Linked DNA regions of Mus musculus: all the other regions are linked to region 3. The links are chromatin contacts, called in public HiChIP or PLAC-seq maps. All regions are on one chromosome and are shown on one strand. The core of a region is the stretch at or near the end of the contact, and the rest is flanking DNA. Distances in the headings are between cores, read along the strand shown.

Region 1 (2,726 bases), core at 82-2,581, 630 kb after region 3:
CAGGCAAGACCTAAGTTCAAACAGCATCATACAGAAGCCAGGTGTGATGGTGGGACTTGTAGCCTAGAGCTTAGAAATAGGATGAGACCCTGAGCTCATCAGTGAGCCCTGGGTCCTAGTGAGAGACCTTGTTTCAACAAGGAAAGTTGGGTCAGCAAGTGAAAGTGAATATTGACAAGTCTAGCAACCTAAGCTTGATCCATGGAACCCTCATGAAAGGAGAAACAACTCCAAAAGGCTGCCTCCTGATCTCCACATGTTTCCTTGCACATACTTGCTGCTCTCGTGCAAACACATCATACACAACACACACACAAACAGTAATAAATAAAAGGAAGCATCATAACTGTTGCAGTGGTTTGAGGGGGAATGGCCCCCATAGGCTTCCATACATAAATACTTGGTCCCCAGTTAGTGGAAGGACTAAGAGTTGTGGCCTTGTTGGAAGAGATGTGTCACTAAAGGTGGCTCTGAGGTTTCAAAAATGCTGACAGATAGCATTTCCAGAGTCTCTGCTTCCTACTTCTGCCTCTGACAATGTGGAAAACACTACCTTTGGCCATTGGTAAGGTCTTGGGCTCTAGCACGTTGCTGAGTGACTGTCATTAATCTGACTTTTTCTTAGACAAGCAAAGAACTCTCTAGTTAGGTTCTAGATATTCATATCCAGTGAGAAAATGGAGGAGGCCATCTTTATGAAAGAGGTCCCAGGCCTTTCTTTCCCTTCCAGCAGTAGCAGGGGTCCTCTGCCCTCACCGTGTCTGCTGAAGGACAGCCATGCGCAGCCGGTCGGTACTCAGAGTGCTGTGACTATTTCTACCTGGACTGTAAGTGACATACCTCTGTCATCGTTTCCTTTAACACTGTGGAGTCACAGTATTGCAAACTCTAAGTCAATTAAATAGAAAGAGTCACACTTCCCTCTTTTTTTCTTCTTCTTTTCTTTTTCTACAAGAAAGCCACCTCAGGAAAGATACTTGGCCAGAGGGAAACATCTCAGTGTCCTGAGAACTGGGATCAGTCCAGGAAACTTCCATCTAGGAACCATGCTGCGCCTTGTCTTTCTGAATAGCCTCTTGGATTCTTGTTTGTTTTGATTTTAACCCCCAAACTGGGGTCCCTCCAAAACTGGCAGCCTCACTGGTTTGAACCTAGAACTGCACTGCAGGGTCAGACCTAATATGCCCAGACCGGAAATCACAGAGATCAGTGAATGCACTCAACTGATGTTTCTGGGCATCTACCTCATTTCCTCTGGACACTGTGCAGCTGAGGAAGCAAGCAGATCCCTGGCTCCGGAACCTCTTACGCTCAGTGGAAGCATAGTAACGTCTTCGAGGCTGGCCAGTCTGGTGAAGAAACAGATGTGCAGTAGAAGACACAGGATGCCTGCTGCTCGGGGCTATAGGGGTACCGGTGGACAGGTGTTAGGGCTTTTCCTTGTTTCAGAAAAAAAGTGTCTCTGGTAATGTACTGTATAAAGGAAGACATAAAAGATTCTGATATGACGGGGTCGGGGGTGGGCAGACAGGAAAAGCCAAAGCCTCGGTGTCCTTGTCCTAACTCCCTGGTGATGAGAAGGCCTGTGGATGAAGCTCCAGGAGAAGGATTGGCATCTAAATTACGTTGACTCCTGCAATTCACTCGAGGATGCCACTTGACAGTGTGAACAATTTCCCCGGAATTTTATTTTAAATTACGGTGAAATAACTTTATACATTTGTTCAGTTAAAGCATTAAAAAAAAAAAAGATCTTTCTTTAAAAAAAAAATCTCATTTTCTCCTCCAAACATCCTGTCACTGAGTGACAGATTTAATTTGATTATCCCAGCAACTAACAAAAGATATGACGTGTAGTAGACATCCGCTAAATGTGAGTCAATTAGCAGTGTGACTTAGAATCCTATGGTGCGACATTAATTCTCATGCAAGCACAGTGAGCAGACAAAAGGAGAAAGGAGCCTTCTTTTCTCCCTGCATCCTAATTTGAATATGTCTATGGGTTTTTTTCTTTTTAATGCTGATTTATTCTTCCCTCACCCAATTTTTTCATTAACTTCTTTAACATCTTCCCTTGCAATCAGTTTATAGAATTTCATTTGTTCTGTCCTCAGAAACTAGATCACAAGTCCTACCAGAATAATGTGAAAAATGAAGTGATTCAAAAATGACAGTGACCTTTCCTAAAACATAAATATGCCGGGGACCCCTATGCAAGAGTTACGGGAAGGATGGAAGGAGCTGACAGGGATGGCAACCCCATAGAAGGACCAACAGTATCAACTAATAGCACCCTCAGAGCTCCCAGGGACTAAGCCACCAGCCAAAGGGTATACATGGGCTGGTCTGTAGCCCCCAGCACATATGTAGCAGAGGACTGACTTGTCTGGCCTCAGTGATAGAGGATGCAATCTAATTGTGTAGAGACTTGATGCCACAGGGAAAAAGGATGCTTGTAGGTGAGATAAGGTGAGGATGGGTAGGTGGGTAGGGGCCACCCTCTCAGAGTCAAAGGAGAGGGGAGATGGGGTGAATAACTCTCAGAGGGGGACAAGAAAGGTGGTAACATTTGGAATGTAAATAAAAGAATTTAAAAGAAAGAAAGAAAGAAAGAAAGAAAGAAAGAAAGAAAGAAAGAAAGAAAGAAAGAAAGAAAGGAGGGAGGGAAGAAAGGAAGGAAGAAAGAGAGGAGGGAGGAAGGAAGGAAAGAAGGAAGGAAGGAAGGA
Region 2 (2,779 bases), core at 191-2,690, 720 kb after region 3:
TTCCTGATTATGCATCCTTCCATCCTTAGTAACTCCCCCAGCCCAAAATCCTTTGAGGAGGTACAGTTCTTTAATAGAAATAACTACCACAGGGGGATTGATTGGTAAGATGGGTTATTAGTATAAATCTAAAACTATATGTACCATGCACAGTATAAACTTAGTGCTAATATTTAGAAACACCGAAGTTTGTGACTACAGATAACATTCATGCCACACATATTACAAACTGACTGAACAGCAAAAAAAAAGCACAAAAGTCATTCATACCAAGGCTCTCCAGTTAATAGGAGGGCTTCTTGCCTTGGGAGAGCCACATGTTGGTTGGTGTTAATTATCCTTGAAGGGAACTGCAGATGTGCATTCAGAGAACAAGTGTAAGCCCCAGGAATGTCACTCTGCCCTTGTGCACCTTTGATGGAGTGATGCTGTGGTCTGAATACATCGTTCTCTGTCATGTTTTGATGAAATCAGCAAGAAGTAACTAGAAATGGAAATGGATGTTTATTTCATGAATTATGAAAGCTATAAAACAATTTAAAGTTATAAATTAAAAAAACTATTTTTTTACCTTTGAGTTAAAATGAAAATATGATGTTAAGTATCTGAAGAAAATGGTTAAAATCAGAAGAAGTAATATAGATTATATGTATAACGTAACGTAATATTCTACAATATAGTAATAAAGCCTCTGTGGTCAGGCTTGTTGCATGATGTCATTTTCTAAAGATCAACTCTACTGGGAGGTCCCTGTGGTTAATCTATAGGAAGACTAATGGGTGAGTATCACTTGAGCATCTATAGAAGCTGTATTCTAATTGTCCCACAGTTCATGGCCAATTCGTCTACACAGTGCTGGGTATTATTAACTAGTTGTGCAGTGTTAAATAAGCTAGCAACTACTTCAACCTCTGTCACCACGTTCTCAAGTAGAACAGAACATCAACATTGGGACAAAATGAGAAGAAGGGAGGAAACCTTCTTTAGAAGTAAATCCTAGCAAAATCTTGGCATTCCTGCAACTTAAAAATAATCCGTTTTTTTCATCAATTATATCAACAAAGCCCTTCTGATCATAAATGTGTCAATACTGTAATAAAAAGTAAAAATTCTCCAAACAGTGTACAAGAAGGTGACACAAATAACTAAATATAACTCAGGGTCAGGGTTGTAGCTCGGTGGAAGAGTGACGCCTAGTATATGCAGGGCCTGGGTTCAGTCCTCGGCACCGCAAACCATGAGTAAATAAATGGGAAAAGGCAAAATGCCTCATAGATCTGAATACAGCTCACCAAAAGCATCCCTCAGATACTTTTGATTGACAAATTACACATTATAAAAGGCAATTTATGCAAATAATAGATAATGGTAACTGTTGAGTCATTTTGTAACTGTAATTACAGCTTTGTTCTCAGCAGCATCCAATGTGTCCTCCGGCAGACTGCCATGCCTCCCTGGGAAACATCACCCCATCAGCTGTGCTTTGAGGATGTTGATTCCACAGGGCTGAAGACCATGTGCCTCATAGTTCGGGGGCCATTTTAACAATTTGCTTACACACAATTAATCTAGGTGCATGGATCTGCTTTTGTTTTAGGACTGCCTTAACTGATAAGCAGTCTAAGTGTATGAATAGGGTACAAACAAATTAGACCAAATGAAACCTTTTGAATGCCATCTTAGACAAAGTAGCCAAAGCCGATATTGAAAATGTCTCAGGAGAACATCTGACTTAATCCTGATTATATGTTTTATGCTTTATGATTTATGATTTAACATTCTTTTCTAATGCCTAGGATGTAGAGGAGAGCTAGAATCATGTGTAGACAGTCATAGAGCCCTGTTATCTTTTGGAACTTGGACAGTTATAATCTGGCTTTGAGTACAATCAACTGAAAATTCTCAGGATCAGAGCTGGGCAAAGGTGTCTCACTGTGAAAGGAACTTGTTAGAGATGGAAGGAGAGAGGACCTGAGGGCATGCTGGCCCATAGTCTAGCTTAAATGACCAGCTACCTGTTCTATGAAGGAATGTCTCCAAAAAAATTAATATGGAGAAAATAATAAAGAAGACACCAGCATCATTCTCTGATTTCCACATATGCATGAAGGGTTAAGCACACACATGCATGCACGCGTGCGCGCACACACATACACACACACATGCACACACACACACATGCACACACATACACACAGTGCATGCACATATATCACATGCAGACAAGAAAAAAACTGAAGAAACTAGAAGCTATTCAGTGACAATGCAAACCACAAATAAATATGGAGTACTACAAAAAGTAGATTTTTTTTAAATTATTTTTTTCTGCTGAATTCTTAGGCTTTTCAGAAGCCTGTGGCTTGAGGGAGCTGCATTCATATATAATCCCTAAAATTAAGTCACTGTAATATGCTTGCTGATTCTTTGTCTGTCCTAAATACTTAATCTCCAAGAGTGATCTTACCTGGTGAAACTTCAGGTCCTGTTCTGGAAATGTGGAGCAGAATCTCTTACATTTATTAGTTTGCAAATCAAATATCTCTCAAGTTATCTGCATTCTCCAACTCCTAGAGAATATGAAAATATGGTCAAACAAGAGCCCATTTTCTGTGCGAGTCTCTGAGACTAGAGAAAATCAGCAGCATAGATCTAATATCCCAGAGGACTGTAAGGGCTTTTCAAAGCCTGAACTGTTACACGTATAAAAGACAGATGGGAAAGTGGGTGTCTTTCGCTGTTAAAAGCTATCTAATATCAGCACCTCTGTCCTTTTTATTCA
Region 3 (2,777 bases), core at 226-2,725:
GAAGATTTTTGAACCTAGAAAAGAGAGTTTGTATTCAGCAGGCTGATAGCATCGGTAATACTGGAGGAAATCTGCTGTGCCGAAGCAAATTCCGTGCTAGCTGTAAGATTCCAGATAAAAATACGGTCATGGTTTGTAAAGAGGAAGAACAATAAAATTGTATTGGTACAGATATAGGTACATGACCAAATCTGACCAATTCCATGTTGAACGAAAGCAAATGTTTACTGAAACAAAGAGTATCGTGGACTCACACACCGAGGATGCAGTGAGTGGGAGCCTGTAGCGTTGGATCGGTGCTCAGAAAGACTTGAGCTGCCCAAGAATACAAAAACAAACAAACAAACAAACAAAAAAGACCCCCCCCAAAAAAAACAAAAAACCTAGTTAGGATTTTAAAGCTAGTACAGAAAAATTCTACCCACCGAACAGTAAACCTCTCCACAAATGTCCTCAATCAAAGTAAATGACACGGGGTGTTTGCGACTCACTTTTCCAGTGTGGGCACGCGGTTCTCACTGAATGGCAGCTTCCCAGTGTGAAATCAAAGAGAAAATATGCTGAGCGACGTGACCCAAACTCAGAAAGACAAAAATACCCATGTTCTCTCCCGTATTCACACCCAAGCCTTTAATGTCTACTTGTATATATGTAAACAGATGTGTGTGTGTGTGTGGGGGGGGGGGGTAAATTCCAAATTCTAGAAAGAAAACCTCAAAACGGTAACATGAGTTGGTCAGGAATGATGGAGAATAAGCTAAAAAGTTGGGGTGGGAGGGGGGTGGCGGGGATTGCTACACGGAGAGAACAGGCTGTTTCGAGAGAGGCAGACAGAGAATCACAAAAACACATGCTACCTGAAAATGTCCTGCCTAGTACACTATATCCTATCTAATACATTATACACTGATTTAAGGAAATGTAAAAATACATATTTTAAAAATTGCTCTGCAGGGTTCCCAATGAAGGAACTACAGGAAGGACCCAAGGGGCTGAAGGGGTTTTGCAGTCCCATAGGAGGAACAACACTATGAACCAACCAGTACCCCCAGAGCTCCCTAGGACTAAACCACCAACCAAAGAGCACACATGGAGGGACCCATGGCTCCAGCTGCATATGTAGCAGAGGATGGCCTAGTCGGTCATCAATGGGAGGAGAGGTCCTTGGTCCTGTGAAGGCTCAATGCCCCAGTGTAGGGGAATGCCAGGGCCAGGAAGTGGGAGTGGGTTTGGAGGTGAGCAAGGGGAGTGGGATGGGATAGGGATTTTCGGAAGGGAAATCAGGAAAGGGAAAAACATTTGAAATGTAAATAAAGAAAATATCTAAAAACAAACAAACAAACAAACAAACACAAAAACCAAAGGTTTCATTTTTTGTGCCGTTCTCCTGTTCGGTCGCATGGGGGCAATGTAGCTCCAGGAACCGCATTTGCAATCGCGGCTGGAAACCCCAGGGAAACAGGAGCTGGTTTTAAAGCAGAAAATGCTTCCGCAGAATTCTCAGATCACACAGAGAGGATTTTGATGCTGCGGGACCTTCTAACTCAGAAGGAAGCTTCCAATCTAATATTCTGCTTTCTACGATCCGCACAGGGGGTAGATGAAGGCAGTTTTGACGACCCTTAATTCATCTTCATAAAAATCTATCTTCATAAAATACTAACTCCGCAAAAATCCCAAAATGAAAGACCGGAGAGACATTCAATAATTCAGAAGAAATAGACATATCATTAAAGTTCCACTTCATAATATACTAAGAACATCCTGAAATGGAAATAAACTGAAAAGTATGTTAGTGATTTCATATTAAATTATGAAAGATAATAGAAAATATTAAATAAATTCTGACAAATAAATTAAAGAGCCCTTAAAATAAATGAAATAAAGTGAATATTTTATCATCAATCTCTGTTAAGAAGAAGAGTATCAAGCGTATTTTTTTTTAAACTCAAAGAAATATGTTAGAAGTTGGTAAGTTAAAATGTAAACTATATCTGTCCATAGTCTTAAGACGGGTATTTTGGGTCTTATACAATTTTTTGAGAATCAGAGACAAAGAAAATATCCTATCCATACACAGCAGTGTACTACAGTTTTAATATTGTGAACACAATGCATGACAACTTAAGGACGGAAGGGTCTAGTTTGGCTCACAGTCTGAGGGTCCAGTGCACCACCAGGGCAAACATGGCGCAGAAATACAAGGCAGCGGTCGGTCTCACTGCATCTGCAGTCACAAAACAGGGCGCAGGGACCACTGTTACTCAGCTTTCTACCTTTCACTCACTGGAGGATTCTAGCCTATGGCATTGTGGGTCTTGCCTGTAGTGAGGATAGTTCTGCTCGCCCAATCTACAAACCCCTTATGCACACTCACAGTTTTGTTTTCCTGGTGATTCTGGGTCCTGTCACTTCAATAATCAGCATTAAGAATTACAAGCAGAAAAGTATAGAGAAATTAAAAGTCCATTGCTGATTTGGAGCCAGAGAGCGGGCTTAGTGGGGCAAAGTACTTTCTGGGCAAACTCGACAACCTGAAATCAGAGCCCAGCACCTATGTAAGAAGGTAAATGCTACAGTGTTCATCTACAGGCAGTCACAGAAACAAGAGAGACCTTGCCTCTAACAGGGTGGAAAGTGAAAAGTGACACCCTGAATCCATACTCTGCTGTGCACATCCACACTGTAGTATGCATATCACACACACATGAATGGATATATATATATATATATATATATATATATATATATATATATATATATATATGTTAACTTTA

What was found. HiChIP or PLAC-seq counts read pairs in DNA pulled down with a chosen protein or histone mark.
Region 1: a contact with region 3 is called in an H3K4me3 HiChIP or PLAC-seq map of embryonic basal ganglia, with 7 times the contacts expected there. The contact joins two enhancer-like sites. A contact is called at or near these places in 1 of 15 datasets of contacts at CTCF or cohesin (the NIH/3T3 cell line), 1 of 484 Hi-C or Micro-C datasets (the C10 cell line) and 2 of 115 datasets of contacts at active chromatin or transcription factors (embryonic basal ganglia and large pre-B cells).
Region 2: an H3K4me3 HiChIP or PLAC-seq map of embryonic basal ganglia shows a contact between it and region 3, with 8 times the contacts expected there. The contact joins two enhancer-like sites. A contact is called at or near these places in 1 of 15 datasets of contacts at CTCF or cohesin (the NIH/3T3 cell line), 1 of 484 Hi-C or Micro-C datasets (cortical neurons), 3 of 115 datasets of contacts at active chromatin or transcription factors (embryonic basal ganglia, embryonic fibroblasts and embryonic stem cells) and 1 of 9 other capture datasets (embryonic stem cells).

Annotation. Positions count from the first base shown.
Region 1 is chr3:123,644,371-123,647,096 of GRCm38.p6, reverse strand. All of the region lies in intron 1 of Ndst3 (N-deacetylase/N-sulfotransferase (heparan glucosaminyl) 3), which reads left to right. Among named protein-coding and RNA genes, the nearest start is that of Ndst3, 27 kb to the left of the region's middle. Within about 2 kb of position 1,331, at least 12 of the 459 cell types and tissues checked have an H3K27ac peak or open chromatin away from gene starts, as enhancers often do. A contact at or near this core is called in embryonic basal ganglia, where this site is marked.
Region 2 is chr3:123,554,117-123,556,895 of GRCm38.p6, reverse strand. Ndst3 (N-deacetylase/N-sulfotransferase (heparan glucosaminyl) 3) reads left to right here. Exons shown (of 13, transcript NM_031186.3): 8 at 1-104. Among named protein-coding and RNA genes, the nearest start is that of Snhg8, 47 kb to the right of the region's middle. Within about 2 kb of position 1,440, at least 7 of the 459 cell types and tissues checked have an H3K27ac peak or open chromatin away from gene starts, as enhancers often do. A contact at or near this core is called in embryonic basal ganglia, where this site is marked.
Region 3 is chr3:124,273,804-124,276,580 of GRCm38.p6, reverse strand. No RefSeq gene overlaps it. Among named protein-coding and RNA genes, the nearest start is that of Tram1l1, 46 kb to the left of the region's middle. Within about 2 kb of position 1,475, at least 27 of the 459 cell types and tissues checked have an H3K27ac peak or open chromatin away from gene starts, as enhancers often do. A contact at or near this core is called in embryonic basal ganglia, where this site is marked.